Linked DNA regions of Xenopus tropicalis: region 2 is linked to region 1. A link is a contact called in public Hi-C data. All regions are on one chromosome and are shown on one strand. Each heading gives the region's core, a stretch centred on a gene start, on an enhancer-like site or on the middle of the called end of the contact. The rest is flanking DNA. Distances are from core to core; before and after follow the strand shown.

Region 1 (3,287 bases), core at 609-3,108:
ATTGTAGAATCAAGCTTTGCACTACCTAGACCTCTTTTCAACTTCCACTGATGTACTTTGTTACCCAGAGAATCTGACATTACTGTACTAATGAGAATCTCCCCACCATCCACATTGCATGCCTACACCCGGATGGGGTTATGCATACTCCAACCCATGCTTAAGGGCAATGACAGGTGTGGTGCTCTGTCACCCACATAAAAGTGCCTCTCCTTCAGGGTGAAAAAGCACTCACCCAAAAATGCCCTTTGATCTGGAAGAGTGGAAATTGCTGCATCTAAAACACTTTACATACTGAAGTAGGATTTTCACCAGGCCAGTATTTCACCAGCCTAGCTAGTAGAACACCAGTCAGGACCTGGGTGGGTATTACAAAGTTACAAGTTATTCTTCCTCTGGTCTACTTCTGATCCGCCCTGCTTCTGCTTACCTGCCCTCCCACTTTCCTTCCTATCACCTCTTTAAGCTTGCCTTCTCATTCATTTTCAGTCAGCACCAGCTAGCATGGCATAGCCCTGACCCAAAACCAAGCCCCTAATTGGCCCATAACCCTACCTCATGACATCAGTGATCAGCCCCCTCTTAGAGCACTGGCACACGGGGAGATTAGTTGCCCTCGATAAATCTTCACTATTGCAGGGCAACTAATCCCCGCAATATGCCATCCCACCAGCAAGAATGTAAACTGCTGGAGCGATGGCATACGCGTTGCTTCAGTTTGTTTTGCAAGGACACTGTGGGAGACTGAAGCAATGTGTATACCACCCCACAGTTGATTTACATTCTTGCTGGTGGGATGGCATGCAGGGGAGATTAGTCACCCACAATAGTGAAGATTTATCGTCTGGTAACAAACCTTGAACCCAGAATAAGCCTCCCACAGCCCAATACACAAGAGGCAGAGGTGGAAATCTGAGGTTCTGTCTATATTGCGGATCTGTGGTTAATACTGATAAAATACTGTAAAAAGCTTCTAATAAATACTCGTGGAGCTTTCAATTTTAAAATTACCTACAGATAGGTAATTCAGCATTTCCTGGGGAAGGCTGCATGGTCATAGCTGGGATTACCCTAAAGCCTCTGCCCTATCCAGACAGAATCCCGTTAGACCTATCTTGGCCTGTGAATGATAAATAATAGGGCTGCAAGTGGCAGATGGCAGGCAGTTGCTCAGTGCCCTTGCTTATCAGCTGCTCAGGGTGGCTCTGCGAGGAAAGCAGATTGCTGGCTTGTTATCTCCCCTCTCTCCTGGAATACTAAAGAATCCTGCATTCCCTTCCAGTGATTACACTGAGGGACTGTTACTGCTTTCCTCTATCTGAGCAGCTCACACAAACAGCCTGCCTTTCCTGACTGCTAATCCTCTGCAGGGGGAAGGAGTGCTTCGGATGCCATAGCAGCTTAATCAGCACCTGTGCCCTGCCACACACATCAGGGCACATCCATCTGGCCCCATCTTACCCTGTGCCTTATGAAGGTTCTGTAAGGCAGCTGAGGACAATCCTTTATATGTTTTGTCTTCTAAATATGCAATACATTCTATACATATACTAATGTTCCCTCTTGTAGAATCTGTACACTGGTTTGAACCACTGTCTGATCAACGGCAGGTGCATGTTACAGACGGGATTGCAGGCAGGGTGATCAGTGATTACCAACCCATTCCCTAACCCCCACCACACACACACAAACACACACATACACATGTGCATTCATGCATGCTATTCTAGTTCTGTGCCACAGAAGAAGTGTCACACAGTTCATTCAAATGGTTAAAAAACCTGCTGACCTCTCAGCTAGGGGCTTCATACAAAGGATCAAAAACAGACTTTAAAGGTCTTGAAGGGCAAAGGGCAATAAATAAAGGGGAGAGCCCAAACCACAAGCAGTCAGGAGGTCAGGCCTTCAGGGGCTCTTGTTCTAACAACCCTTCAGTTGCCAAGTAACATTAATTGGGTTAAAGGCAGAGTGCTGAAAGGCCACACAGTTATCTGATTTAAAACAGCAGCTATCAAGGAAACATTAGTAATTTTAATTATCACTGATTAGATATCTTCCTGCGCCCTCTCTCCATAGGAAGAAACACTCCCTGAGAGTATACGCCCATCCCACTAAGAATACATTGAGGTTAAGGATTTAAATTAGCTTGTTATATTGTGATTATCAGAAATTACAAACACCCAGTCAAGTTACACATCATGTGCCATTTACGGTTTACAGTGTTTGCTTTTCAAATGTAGGTCCAAAGCCACAGTCTTATTCTCTTTGTGATAATGCAATATTTTAAACAGCAGTTAACACCAGAGTTGCCAACAAGAGGCTAGTGACACATGGGCTTGAGTCTCGGCCTGCAGATAAATGCAGGCCAAGAATGAGACCCTACACTGGCATCAGCCTTTCTTTGCACCTGAAGGATTGGGTGTATGAAACGGATTTTGGCGCCAAAATGCATTCTTGTGTGTTTTGGTACCAAAGTCTGATATGTGTTCCTGTACCTGGCCCAACGCAATGCTTCTAGCACAGGGAAAGGCTGATGCCAGCACAGGGGCTAATTCTCAGCTTGAGTTTATCTGCAGACCAAGAATTATCCCCTTGTGGCATCAACCTAAGCTCCTGACCACTAACCAGGGTCGGATTGGGCACTGAGAAAAAATCAGGTGGGCCCCGGTGGCCCTGTCCCTGCAGGGTGCCTCCCCAAGCCACCAACGTGCTGAAGGCCGCAGTGGGGGCCCATTTGGGGGGGTACAGGGGCCCCTGAGGCAGTAGCCCCGGTAAGCCCTGCACCCACCAGCCCGACCCTGCCACTAACTGGCCCAAAAGTGCACCCAACACTGATGCAGACTTCCAGGCCCAATATTTTTAAAGAAGGCCAGAAATTTTTATTGCTCTCTACTGAGTATTTTTAACTATGCCCCCAGAAAGTATTGTGGTAGATTTACTACTCATTGCTCTTTGTATTGATAATAATACTAAAAATATTTTTATTATTAGAACAATACTGTTTGATCATTTATCCAAATAAAAAATAATGTACAATAGCAGCGAGTCACGACTTTACTCCCTTGGGCCTTACAGAAACCTAATTTTTGATTTCTAGTAGTTTCTAGTAGTTGCTCACTCTTTCCTCATTGTCACATTGTACAGTTACATATATCTCATGAGTGTCACTAGTTAACTTGCTCCAAACCTTGCAGGTTACCAGACCTGTGGAAAAGGGTATTTACATGTATCACCCTACAAAAACTTAGGGAAAAATCAGCACCAAAGGATGTTAATTTTTTTTTTTT
Region 2 (3,172 bases), core at 10-2,509, 150 kb after region 1:
CCCAAGGGCCAACTACTAATAAACATTACATAATCAATAACAAATACTGTAAAATAAATACATACATCTGTTCATTGTGTGCTTACTATGACTTCTGAGAGGGAGGAGATGTTAGGCACACATTAATCCAGTTTATGGATTTGTTTATCTCTCAACATGACTTCAATGGAAGTCTCTGACTGCACTGATATTTTTCTAATTTATTCCTTCCTTATAAAGTTACTGAAGCACTAACTAAACTTTTATTGGGGAGAGAAAATAGCACATAGTTGTTTAAGATCATAGTCTGATAAAAAAAAAAAATAATCTTTTTATTTTTACACAGCAGTAGAACTGCACAGCCCACATCATGCTTCAATGTTTTCTTCAACCCAAAACTGATTAGTAATATAAACCCATATGTTTTTATTTAAAAAGATATTTTTTAAAAAATAATAAGAGAAGAAGTTAGAAAGTGAAAGCTTTAAATTCCTTGTCGTGTGATCTTTCCATAATTTGGAATTTAAGTTTGCTAAAAATCATTTAAATATTGAATAAACCCAATCAGGCCCAGATTTGTGGCGAGGCCACAAAGGCCCGGGCCTAGGGCGGCACAAACTTAGGGGCGGCATGCTGCCCCGCTGCAGCACGCGCCGAGGTGGGGTTAGGGGGGCGCAGAATCGGAACGGCCTTGGGGCACGCGGTTTAGAAATCCGGCGCTGAACCCAATAGGCTTGTTTTGCCTCCAATAAGGATTAATTATACCTTAGTTAGGATCGAGTACAAGGTACTGTTTTTTATTACAGAGAAAAGGGGAAATCATTTTTAAAAATTAGAATTATTTGCTTATAATGGAGTCTATGGGAAATGGCCTTTCTGTAATTTCTGTAACTTTTCAGGATAACGGGTTTCCGGATAAGTGATCCCATACCTGTGCAATGTTGGATATGACTGCTTTTTTGGAGTCAAGAAGGATTTTATTATTTTTGAAGGCAAATGGACAGCTTCAGTTGTATTTTCTAAGGTGCTTTCCTTTGCCATAAAAAGCCAGTGATATTACATGTGGAACTGTGCTGTGATTTGGTGACTTAGAGTACAGTGGGTTTGAGCCATGCTTTTTTTTTTTTTTTGATATGCGCACACACTCACACCCTGTCACTGTTTCAGCAAGTTATAAGGGAAGAAAGCTGACTGTGGGTGGGAGGGAGGAATCCTGCTGAAATCAGAGCCTGAGAGAATCTAAGTGTCAAGGGCAATCAATCAACTCTGAGGCAGATTACCGGCATTCCAGTGCTTCTAGGCTCGCTCCTACCAAAGGCTGAACTGGGCCAGCCACAACAAAGGTCTGGCTATGTGCCCAGGGAAAGAAGAGAAAGCACAGTGTATGTGTGTATATATGTGTGTGAGCTAGGAAGGAAGGGTAAAACAAAGAGGGTGGAGGGTGTTTGGATGCTATTCCTAAAATGTCTGCATGTTCTTCCACATCCTTAGTGGCTCAGGTTTCCATTGGCGGTGCCAGACAATGCAGGACAGATAGGAGAAAGAGATGTTCAGAGCGTCCTTTATCAAAGTGTTAACCCATTATGTTCTAGGAAAAATTTACATCATGAAGAGATAAAAAAATATTATTGCAAATGCAAATGCTCACAGAATGACTTTTATATTACTAATCACTTCACTATTCTGTCTGGCTTTTCCTTAAGACATAACTAGAAGGGGTTCAGCCATGTCACAAAAGATGAAGAAAACAAAGGCCAGGGAGGGGCTCGTAATATAGAATGTGAATATTTCTCTACAAAAAAAAAAGTATCTTGAAGGGGAGGGGGAAAAGTATATTGAAGAAGAGGAGCCTATTGTCATGGCTTTGAAGTGGAAAAGAAAGTGGAACTATTTACCACATGCATTGCCTATGTACTCTAATAAAATATTTTAAAAATATATATATACATATATATATATTAGGGATGCACCGAAACCAGTTTTTTGGAACCGCCGAATCCATCCCAATGGATCCATCCCAGATTTGCCGAACCAAATCCAAATTAGCATATGCTAATTAGGATCCAGAAGGGGTAAAAATCACGTGCGTGCACCAAAAAAATTTTGTGCACTTTTATTTTCCAAAGAGGGAACCCTGGACGATGGATATTCTATATCTACAACTCCAGAATTCATAATTTGCAGACATTACATCCACGGGGGCTTAATAGAGAATATGACCTGTATGCATTTATCTAAAAGGAAGCATTGCTTAAAGAAAGTATTTCTGGTATTATATAACAATTTTTTCTTAAAGGGGATGGCTATGGTGTTGTAAAGAGGTTATAAGCATATGTGTCATCTTGCATGTGGATACCATGTATTGAAGATTGTGCGATTTTCTTTTTTCTTGTTGTTACAAATTTGCTTATATTAGGAATGTTACATGTTATGCACTTTTATTTTCTGAAGGGGGAACCGTGGTCGATGGGTATTCTATAAGTAGGATTGTGAAAAGAGCTTACAATCTACAAGGAGAAAGGGTTGAGACACAAGGTGTGGGAATGGGCACAGGGTGTTGCTAAACTAGATTAGGGTAAGATTCTCTGAATAAATGTGTTTTTAGAGAACTCTTGAAGGCAGAGAGATTGGGTGAAAGTCTGACAGTTTGTGTGAGCGAATTCCAGAGAAGGGGGGCAGCCCTTGCAAAGTCTTGAATGCGAGCATGTGAGGAGGGAATGAGAGAGGAGCAGGTCAGTAGAGGAGCGTAACAAGCGGGTTGGATGGTATCTAGAGATGAGTTCAGAGATGTAGGGTGGGGCAGAGTTATGAACTGCTTTAAATGTGAGGGTCATTAGTTTGAATTTTATCCTGGATGGTAGGGGAAGCCAGTGCAGGGATTGGCAGAGCGGCATGGCAGAGGAGGAGCGGTTGGAGTGGTGTATGAGCCTGGCAGCAGTATTCATTATGAACTGGAGAGGGGACAGTCTTTGGAGGCCAATTAATAGGGAGTTACAGTAGTCCAGGCGAGATATTATAAGAGAGTGAATAAGAATTTTGGCAGCATCTTGGGTGATAAATGATCGGATTTTGGAGATATTTCTTAGGTGAAAGTGACATGATTTGATAAGTGATTGGATATGAGGAGTGAAGGACAGGGCAGAATCAAGGATAACCCCAAGGCACCAGGCCTGGGAAGATGGGGTGATGGTAG

The links. A called contact is a pair of places that touch in the nucleus more often than the background predicts.
Region 2: a Hi-C map of neurula embryo shows a contact between it and region 1, with 2.0 times the contacts expected there. The contact joins two enhancer-like sites. A contact is called at or near these places in 2 of 5 Hi-C or Micro-C datasets (brain and neurula embryo).

Annotation. Positions count from the first base shown.
Region 1 is chr4:65,010,378-65,013,664 of UCB_Xtro_10.0, forward strand. The region is part of intron 2 of gse1 (genetic suppressor element 1); the gene reads right to left. Among named protein-coding and RNA genes, the nearest start is that of gins2, 170 kb to the left of the region's middle. Within about 2 kb of position 1,859, at least 5 of the 11 cell types and tissues checked have an H3K27ac peak or open chromatin away from gene starts, as enhancers often do. A contact at or near this core is called in neurula embryo, where this site is marked.
Region 2 is chr4:65,157,067-65,160,238 of UCB_Xtro_10.0, forward strand. All of the region lies in intron 1 of gse1 (genetic suppressor element 1), which reads right to left. Among named protein-coding and RNA genes, the nearest start is that of gse1, 27 kb to the right of the region's middle. Within about 2 kb of position 1,260, at least 3 of the 11 cell types and tissues checked have an H3K27ac peak or open chromatin away from gene starts, as enhancers often do. A contact at or near this core is called in neurula embryo, where this site is marked.